Linked DNA regions of Sus scrofa: all the other regions are linked to region 3. The links are chromatin contacts, called in public Hi-C maps. All regions are on one chromosome and are shown on one strand. Each heading gives the region's core, a stretch centred on a gene start, on an enhancer-like site or on the middle of the called end of the contact. The rest is flanking DNA. Distances are from core to core; before and after follow the strand shown.

What was found. Hi-C and Micro-C count contacts between places; a contact is called where the count stands out from the background.
Region 1: a Hi-C map of embryonic fibroblasts shows a contact between it and region 3, with 1.8 times the contacts expected there. The contact joins two enhancer-like sites. A contact is called at or near these places in 1 of 47 Hi-C or Micro-C datasets (embryonic fibroblasts) and 1 of 2 datasets of contacts at active chromatin or transcription factors (alveolar macrophages).
Region 2: a Hi-C map of embryonic fibroblasts shows a contact between it and region 3, with 3 times the contacts expected there. The contact joins two enhancer-like sites. A contact is called at or near these places in 2 of 47 Hi-C or Micro-C datasets (embryonic fibroblasts and fibroblasts) and 1 of 2 datasets of contacts at active chromatin or transcription factors (alveolar macrophages).

Annotation. Positions count from the first base shown.
Region 1 is chr10:8,408,761-8,411,598 of Sscrofa11.1, reverse strand. The region is part of intron 6 of TGFB2 (transforming growth factor beta-2); the gene reads right to left. Among named protein-coding and RNA genes, the nearest start is that of TGFB2, 100 kb to the right of the region's middle. Within about 2 kb of position 1,293, at least 26 of the 83 cell types and tissues checked have an H3K27ac peak or open chromatin away from gene starts, as enhancers often do. A contact at or near this core is called in alveolar macrophages and embryonic fibroblasts, where this site is marked.
Region 2 is chr10:8,426,537-8,429,586 of Sscrofa11.1, reverse strand. All of the region lies in intron 6 of TGFB2 (transforming growth factor beta-2), which reads right to left. Among named protein-coding and RNA genes, the nearest start is that of TGFB2, 120 kb to the right of the region's middle. Within about 2 kb of position 1,411, at least 11 of the 83 cell types and tissues checked have an H3K27ac peak or open chromatin away from gene starts, as enhancers often do. A contact at or near this core is called in embryonic fibroblasts, where this site is marked.
Region 3 is chr10:9,057,468-9,060,430 of Sscrofa11.1, reverse strand. All of the region lies in intron 5 of LYPLAL1 (lysophospholipase-like protein 1), which reads right to left. Among named protein-coding and RNA genes, the nearest start is that of LYPLAL1, 110 kb to the right of the region's middle. Within about 2 kb of position 1,535, at least 9 of the 83 cell types and tissues checked have an H3K27ac peak or open chromatin away from gene starts, as enhancers often do. A contact at or near this core is called in alveolar macrophages and embryonic fibroblasts, where this site is marked.

The DNA.
Region 1 (2,838 bases), core at 44-2,543, 650 kb after region 3:
GAACTCTAAATAAAGGGAGAGGCTGGCTAGGTACAACTAATTATCTCAGAAGACATCTAAATAATCTGTAGGAACAAATATGACTATAGGCCTGACACCAGACCTAGTGGTTTTTTTAGGGGCAGACAGTTCCCTTTTTACCGTATATGATTTTGCTTGAGAACTTGAGATCTAAAGTGAGTGCTGAAATGCCACTTGGTATAAACAATGTCATTGCCATCCATCATACAATCCCCTTTCCAGGGCCGCACATGAGCATAAGGCTTCATGATCATCAATAGCCATTAGTTTTCCCCAGTATGGGGGTTCCTCAGAAAACGAAATATTAGAACTACCATGTGATCCAATAATTTCACCTTTGGGTGTATATCCAGACAAAACTATAAGTCCAAAAGATCCATGCACCCCTATGTTCACTGCAGCACTACTCACAATAGCCAAGACATGGAAACAACCTAAATGTCCATGGACAGATGACTAGATTAAGAAGATGTGGTACATATATATAACGGAATACTACTCAGCCATAAAAAAGAATGAAATCATGCCATTTGCAGCAACTTGGCTGTAACTAGAAATTCTCACACTAAATGAAGTAAAACTGAAAGAGAGAGACACATACCATATGATATCCCCTATATGTGGAATCTAAAATATGGCACAAGTGAACCTATCTATGAAACAGAAACAGACTCACGGACATAGAGAACAGACCTGTGGTTGTGAAGAAGGATGGGGAGGGAGATGGACTGGGAGCAGGACTGGGAGCTCGGGGTTAGTAGATGCAAACTATGACATTCAGAATGGGTAAGCCATGGGGTCCTGCGGTACAGCGCAGGGAACTACATCCAGTCTCTTGGGATAGACCACGATGGATGATAATATAAGAAAGGGAATGAATACATATGAATCACTGCGTCACTTTGCTGCACAGCAGAAATGGCCACAACATTGTAAATCAACTCTACTTTAGTAAAAAAAAAAAAAAGAAAAGAAAAAAAATAGCCACTAGTTTTCCTGAAATGCCAAATGCAACAAGCCAGCTTGGAGAAAGAAATGATTATCTCTGCACAAGTGGTGACATTGCCCAGGACCCTGGAGGGGGACCAAGGAAAGACCCACTGGAAGGGGACCTGCTGCTCTAGCAGGCCTCTCAGTATTCTGTGGAGCTTTGAGCAGGGTCACTGTCTCCCGGGTTCATTTTGTAATAATTCCAGCAGGAAGTGAGGAGGCCCAGTGAGTCATATGCAGAAACACATCCTTAAAAAAAAAAAAACTGAGTTGACCTTTCCAACTCATTCAGATGTAACACCGTTTTTAAAGGCTGCTTGCTTTAAATGCACCCTAACGCAGGTGCTGTGGGGAAATGCGGTTGGCTGTTGGTTGAAGGGCATCTGTTAGCCTAGAGGGTGGTGGCCTGGGGCATCAGGGGGCAGGGAGGAGGGCAGTCCATTCAGAGAGGAGACGGGATGGCTCTGAACCCTTTACCAGCCTCGCTGAGTTAGTTTCAATTCTTTGTATTTCACTCTCTGTCTGGAGTCCAGCGCGGCGGGAGCAGCAGGGCAGAAACAACGCTGATTCAGAAGGGCTGGTTGCCAGAAACAGAAAGACGGGAAGGATTCTGTGTTGAGAGGGCAAAAGCTGGACATGGCGAGGCCTGTTAACCGTGCAGGCAGGGAAAGTCATCAGAAGCTCTTGAATCAAAAGATCAGAGTGGACATCAGCACGGCTGACTTTCCTCGCTCCGATTTCCAGTTTTCTGGTCAGGCTTCAGCTGGAAATGCCGCCGTGGGGAACTGTTCTAACACAACTCCGTCTCCCTCCTCCACGCGCAGAGAAAACCATTTGGAGGCCGTGGTTCTTGGAAGCTCGTAGGCCAGTGTTCAAGATCCTTTTTATGTTGGCCCTTTTATCCGTCCCTTCCTTTTCGCCCTCTCCTTGCACAGCCGTTACCATGTACTTCCTTTACGAAGAAACCACTCGCATGGTGACATCCACGAGAATAGCTCCGAAGCCTATTCTTAGACGGATACATAAGGAATTTACTCACCACCCCTTCAGGATTAAGGAGCATTAACCTTTGGAACACAGTCCCCTTATGCATGGCAGGGTATTTTTAAGAATGGGAAAACCCAGGATACAGATAAACAACAAGGCGTCCAAAGGGGGGTTATTTTTAGGTCTGAGATTCTGAAATATACAAGGCTACAGATACCAAAATGGTTCTCACCCTTGTGGGTGCGCTCCTCCCATCACCTCCAAGACCGATGTCCCCTTGCTCTGTGGTCTTTGTGTGCTCGCGAACACACACACACACACACACACCCTCAGATCTCTTCATAAAACCCTACTGCCACAATCCCTAGTTTTGATCATAACCCAAACGATGATGAAGGTTCAAATATTTAACCATTCCCTGCAGATAAGAGACCATTCCTGCTAAGGCTACCCCTGCAAAACATGGATTAAAAAGTGCCTGGGTTGCAGCAAGTTTATCCCTAAGTATTTGACTAGTAATGATTTCTCCAAACCAGTCTTGAACTCTGAGGGTGTCCTAGGGAAACGCTGTGGCTGTTATCCTTCCTGCGGTTGCAATGAAACACCACTCTTTGGAAAATGGACAGAGAGTCCATTGAAAAGCTTTTTCCCATAAAATCTTCCTTAGGCGACATGACATATCAAATCTGCAGTGGAAAAGAAAGGAGTAACACTGGAAGTTCACCCCATTTGTGCTGATCTAGAACAGTCTTTTGGGATTCCACATGGGACATCCAGAATCACCTTCTCGTTCCCAAGCTGTGAATCTCCCTGAAACACGGAGGATGCTTTCATGGACTT
Region 2 (3,050 bases), core at 162-2,661, 630 kb after region 3:
AAACCGTCAGAGTCCATGGTAATCTACTGGATAATTATTCTCACAACCGCTCGTGTGCTCCGTTTTGCAAACTTAGACTATAATCCAGGCATGAAAACATGGGAAAGCATTCAGAGACGAATGGCTGAAACAACTACAAGGAAATCTCGCTGCACACACACGAGTTATGTTGACATGGAAGAGACTATCTCCCCATCAGTCTGAGTAAACTATTACATAACAGCTAAGCTATAATAAAATCCTGATTCCAAATCAAATAAGTCTCCCAGACTTCTCAAATGAGTCACCAACAGCTTTATAAACATACAAAATACTTGACAAGGAAGTCTCTGATAATTTTTTAGTAATTATGTCTGCAAATTGCTCCTTGCTGACATCACCATCCGAAATGGTTTCCCATAAGTTTGCATTTGCCTCTTCACATCTGTTCATTAATCACCCATGCTTTGAATACTTCTATCATTATTAGGTAATTCGCAGGGTCTAAAAGATTCCACAGCCCCCTCCTCGGTGGAATGTTTAATTAGAGGAATAGGTATGATCAAAGCCGGGGTAGCATCCTGGTCTCATGCCCCTTGCAGTATTTTCTTTTAACTGCAGATACGCAATATTGACGTACTTTTATCCCAAGATCCCGTTTCACAAACAAAGATGACACAACTTCTAAACATCTCCAAGAAAATGTGAAGAAGAAAGGCAGGGGCAGGGTTGGTGGGGGGAGGTCACTGAATTGACATATTTTGTGTTAAAAGACATTTCGAAGCCCTGGCGTCATCTCTCTTTGTGTTGGACGTGAGATTTAAAACTCTGCTCTGACATGTGATTCACGGACCAGCCCTGAGCCAAATACGAGTGTCAGAGACTGGGTTCCGCATACTGGATTGTCTGGCAGAGACGGCGGGAGGGAGAGAGGGAGCACCGCTGCTTTAGAACAAAGAAAACGTGGTCACGGGAGTTCCCGTTGCCGCTCAGTGGGTTAAGGACCCGAACAGTATCCGCGAGGATACAGGTTCGATCCCTGGCCCTGCTCAGTGCATTAAGGATCCAGCATTGCTGTGAGCCGGGGTGCACGTTGCTGTGGTTGTGGCGTGGGCCAGTAGCTGCAGCTCTGATTGGCTCCCTAGCCCCGGAACGTCCATATGCCGCAGGTGCAGCCCTTAAAAAAAAGAAAAGGAAAAGAAAAAGCAGTCACAGCCTGGGCACATGGGATCCTCCTGGGAGTGAGGACGACGTGGCAGAAGATTACAGTCGAAGACCCAAGAAAGTGGTTGGGAACAAGAGGACTCCTTGGTCTAAACTAGGCCATTAGAATGGATGTGACCCAGAATAAACTAAGTCCTTGATCTCTCTCTGCAACTGTAGTCATCCAGTGATAAACACTGGCTCCCTGGAAGCCTGAGAAAGTACAATATTTAGAGGAGTTCAAAATGTGTCTAAATGGAATTTGGATTTCTCCCTAGATGACCTGTGTGGCTGGCATGCCAGAAGCTTGCCACTGGAATGCCACTGGAATGAAGATGGTTGAACAAGCAAAGGAATAAGCACAGTCCTTCCTGTTGAGAACAAAATTGCTGTCTTCCACAGGCCCGAAGCCCTAAGTTTACTGTTGAGGATAAATACGCGGGAAAGAAGCTTCCGATGGGAAAATGGAAACGCTGAGCACAGGTTTCAGCTTGATACAAGAGAAAAGATTTTTATCACTAATGCTCTCCATCACAGTCAGAGACTGACGAGCAAAGGGGTATTTCCTAACAGGAAGGGCTCCAGGAGAAGGCGTGCATGAGCGTCCCGTGATTCATTCAGTCAGTCAGTCATTTATTTCTGGCAAGGTATTAATGGAGTGTCTATTAAGCGTCAGGTGCTGATAATGCAGAGATTAATAACATGTAGTCCCAGGAGCTCCCCTTGTGGCGCAGAGGAAACGAACCCGCCTAGTGTCCGTGAGGATGCGGGTTTGATCCCTGGCTTCACGCAGCGGGTTAAGGATCCGGCGTTGCCTTGAGCTGTGGTGTAGATTGCAGATTTGGCTCAGATCCCGCGTTGCTGTGGCTGGTGGTGTAGGCCAGCAGCTGTAGCTCCAATTCGACCCCTAGCCTGGGAACTTCCATATGCCTTGGGTGCAGCCCTAAAAAGCAAATAATGATAATAATAAGATGTCGTCCCTGACATCCAGGAGTTCACAGAAAAGTGGGTGAGCCACTCCGCCACCCAGATAATTAGCACACATATAATCAGTGAGGAGCTGTTAACCAGACCCAGGTCTGGGCCACACACTGGATCTGATTTTAGAAGGAGCCAGAGAAATACATATCCTTCCACAGGGCCTCTGGTTGGTTGCTTTTCTGTGCTTGCAAACAAACTTTCAGATCCACTGGTTGTGTTACTGGAAGGAAAAATGATGCCTACCCCTTTAACTTAAAGAGAAGCAGCAAGTTGGAATAATAGGAGGAGAATAGTAGAACAAGCCGTGCTGCCAAAAAAGTGAATCAGTAAGAGGAAAAAGATAAAGGAAAAAGAAAGTAACATTAGTACACCCTTGGATATCACGCTTTCTACCCAAAAAGCTTGTTCTCCCTCTTCCTCTGATCCAAGAAGCTTTTTCTCATCACTGATTAGGAGACTCTCTGACTTTAGAAACTCGCACTGATAAGAAAAGTCACACACACACACACACACACACTCACACACGCATACGAGCCTGTTTCAGTAAGCTAACTATAACGATGATTTAAAAATTAACAGTCCGAGAACCTATGTCAAGAAACTAATTTTCAGACCTAAAGAACAGAATAAATATTCACAGGAAAGAATTCATGCTGAAATAGAACAAAGGCCAGTGACTTATTTGATACAGGATCCTAGGATGAGGAAACCAAGGGAACCATGAACCGTGATTGTCAATTATTTTGAGGAACTAGGAAGGACATGAAAGGGGACAGAGAAATGTGTTTCTGGACCAAGCTCACCGTGGCTTCACTGAATTAAGCAAGAAGTAGTAACTTCTTTCCTCTTGTGACAGCTGAGAACTTGGTCTGGGAAGGACATGTGAC
Region 3 (2,963 bases), core at 286-2,785:
AATAAGATAAAATAACATAAAAAAGTAAGTTGGTGGCAAAGACGACATGCCTCCCCGGCCAGTTCCCCTGTCCTTGGAAACTCTGAGGATCTGTCCAAACTTGACGGGTGTTCAGAAGGGTGAGGAGGCTTAAGTCACAGCCTCTGTTCCAGGGTGGTGGCAGGTATGCGGTGTGTGTCTGTGTGTACACAGGCAGGGGTACACGGCTTCGCCAAAGCTGAAAACGTATCTCCATCAATACTGTCGTGGGGGAAGAAAAGCCACCATGGGAATCGACTCCACTTTTCTCCAGGGCTCTCGGGATTGTTTTTGCCTTTGCTCTCATCCTTTCTAAATCTCGTCCGCTATCATTGAGGCTCATTTTATATGTTGTTGAAGAAACACCAGCTCCATGGGAACTGTGGTCCTCCCTGCCCCTGGGCCCCTCTGGTACCTGTTTGGGTCGGAGCAACGGTAACAAAGGCCGGAGTCAAGGCCGTGTGCTCTCCAGAGAAGTTGGCAGGAATTTCCTGACACCACATGACACAGGCAGGGCTCTGCCCGTTTCAGCTCTGGCCAACCTCACAGGGCAGACAGATGGCCAGTGATGCTTCGCGTTTGCCCATGGGTCTCCATGCCCTGGCCCTTGCCTCTCCCAAAGCCAACTCCCTGGTAGAAGACAACGAAGCTTCTGGAGAAAGCAGGACTGTTGTCAGGCCATAAGCACAAGGGTCTGTGTCCCACTCATCTCTCCTATTTTTCCCTCCTCCCCACAAGGTATTCTACCCCAGATTTTTTTTTTTTCAATGCATCTTCTAATTCCATGACTGGCCAACCCTTAGTCCATGTGTTGTCACCTGCAGCTTCTTATGTCACACTCTGTGACTTTTCCCCAAGTGTTCCTGTTTCAGGAAAGGAAAATCAGCCTCTGGGTACATTAAACCATCAGGTTAGGTCTCAAGTTAGGTTTGTTTAGCTAAATAGTTGTCCTTGCTTATAGGAGTTAATGAATAAAACAAGGTCTGGATTTCACTAGTATCTTTGAACTTTACGTCTTGCATTTCACACCAGGAGCCAATTTCACGCTGAACTTTCCTATTTTAACACCTAAGATCAAAGAAAAAAAAAAGCCTTGTTTCAACAAACTAGCATGTAGAATGCAGCATTAAAATCTAAAACTGAGGCTAACTTCAGCTTCTCTGGTTTTCCCTTGCAGCAATGTTTACGTGTTTGATTTTTAATTTGAACATGTATCTCATAAGACCTCAGAAACAACAGAATACTGAATACCTGCGACAGAAAACAGGATCCGTGAGAAAGGGGAAAATTACACACAGGAACCCTAAGGCTCCTGATGTGTTGGGTTTTTTCCAGCTATAATACAATTTAAACTTGGAGAAAACCTATGTAAACTATCGCCTTTTTTATTTCTTAGAAGTTTCAAGTAAACAATTTTGCTTTGGTTTGCTTGATTTGGGGAAGAATGCTTAAAAGTGTAAAAGGCGTAAGAATCATTTGCAAGAAAGGAAAAATACATTCCATGACATATAGCCTAATGTTATCTGATTGCAAAATCACGGCTCGAGGGTTTTGACACCTCGAGAAGTTATTCACCTCATTGTCCTCAAGAATGAGTTTGTTTCTATTGGGAACATCTGTTGATCTAGTGAAGCCAGCAGCATCTCCATCCCGAGGCTGCAGCCCCTACTCTTTTTAGAATCAGAATGGATACATTTATCAACGGAGCTAATGAGAGAGGCCAGAGGTTGGGGTTTAGACGGGCGTGTTTAAATGACTAATACATTGTGCAATGGGGGGGGCAGGGTATGTGGTTTCCCCTTGTGGAGAAACATCAGTGAAGGGAAACTTGGCCATAGTGGTACCAAGAGAAGTCACGCTACAGAGTGAGGTGAATTCGAACAGAGTGATGAACTCAGGGAAATGCTTTCTCTGCGGATATTTCTAGGCCAGTACAGGAAGAATCGGAAAAGACTGGCTCTTTTATGTTCCTGCAGCATCCCCCAGAATTGGCCCTTTGTCACCAGGCAGCATCTTTGGCTGGTCTCCAGCGGTCTTCAGCAGCCCCAGAACCAGTCTCATGGAGTTCACCCCCATATGCCAGCCTTCAAATCTGCCCTCTGGGAATATGTCCCTGTCCCTTTTCCCAGGGATGCCCTAGGGGTTCTCCACTTCCTCTTGGTGAGTGTTTGAGGACATGGTGATCTCATCGGGGAATGAGCAACCCTAGGACTTCCTTCGTTTGCTCTGTCTTACTCTAAACACACAATTCCCTGATGACCTTGGTCAAATTTTAATCTATTTTATGCACTCAACTCAAGGACTAGTAAGCAAAACTAGAGTTATTGTGGGTTGTAGTCTTTGAGCCTGGAATTTGGCATGGGAATCTCTCTTTCGTGACCAAAGACTTTGGTTCTCTTGTTATGGGCAAGTATTTATGAAGTATATGCTGGGCAGTAGAAACACATCCGTGAATAACATGCAGTCCTTATTTTAGACAATCTCACAGCAGAGTGAAGAGGGATTAGGATGGGGGTTCTTGTCACAGCACAGTGGAAACGAATTCGACTAGGAACCACGGGGTTTTGGGTTCGATCCCTGGCATGGCTCAGCGGCTTAAGGATCCAGGGTTGCCATGAGCTGCGGTGTAGTTTGCAGATGCGGCTCGAATCTTGCATTGCTCTGGCTGTGGTGTAGGTCAGCAGCTATAGCTCCAATTGGACCCTCAGCCTGGGAACCTCCATATGCCATGGGTGCAGCCCTGAAAAAAAGCAAAAAAAGGAGGGATTAGGATGGAAGAAAAATGAGCATGTAGGGTCTTTTAACTTGGACAGTTTGGGTTGCAATGAAAAAGGGTGACTCTGAGGTCTGTATGAGGTGGTTTGAGGATGCTTCAGTCTCAGTGAGGTGGGGGGATTTCCTAGTGAAGTGAACTTGAGCTGACAGTAAGACAAGGGGAATGAGGG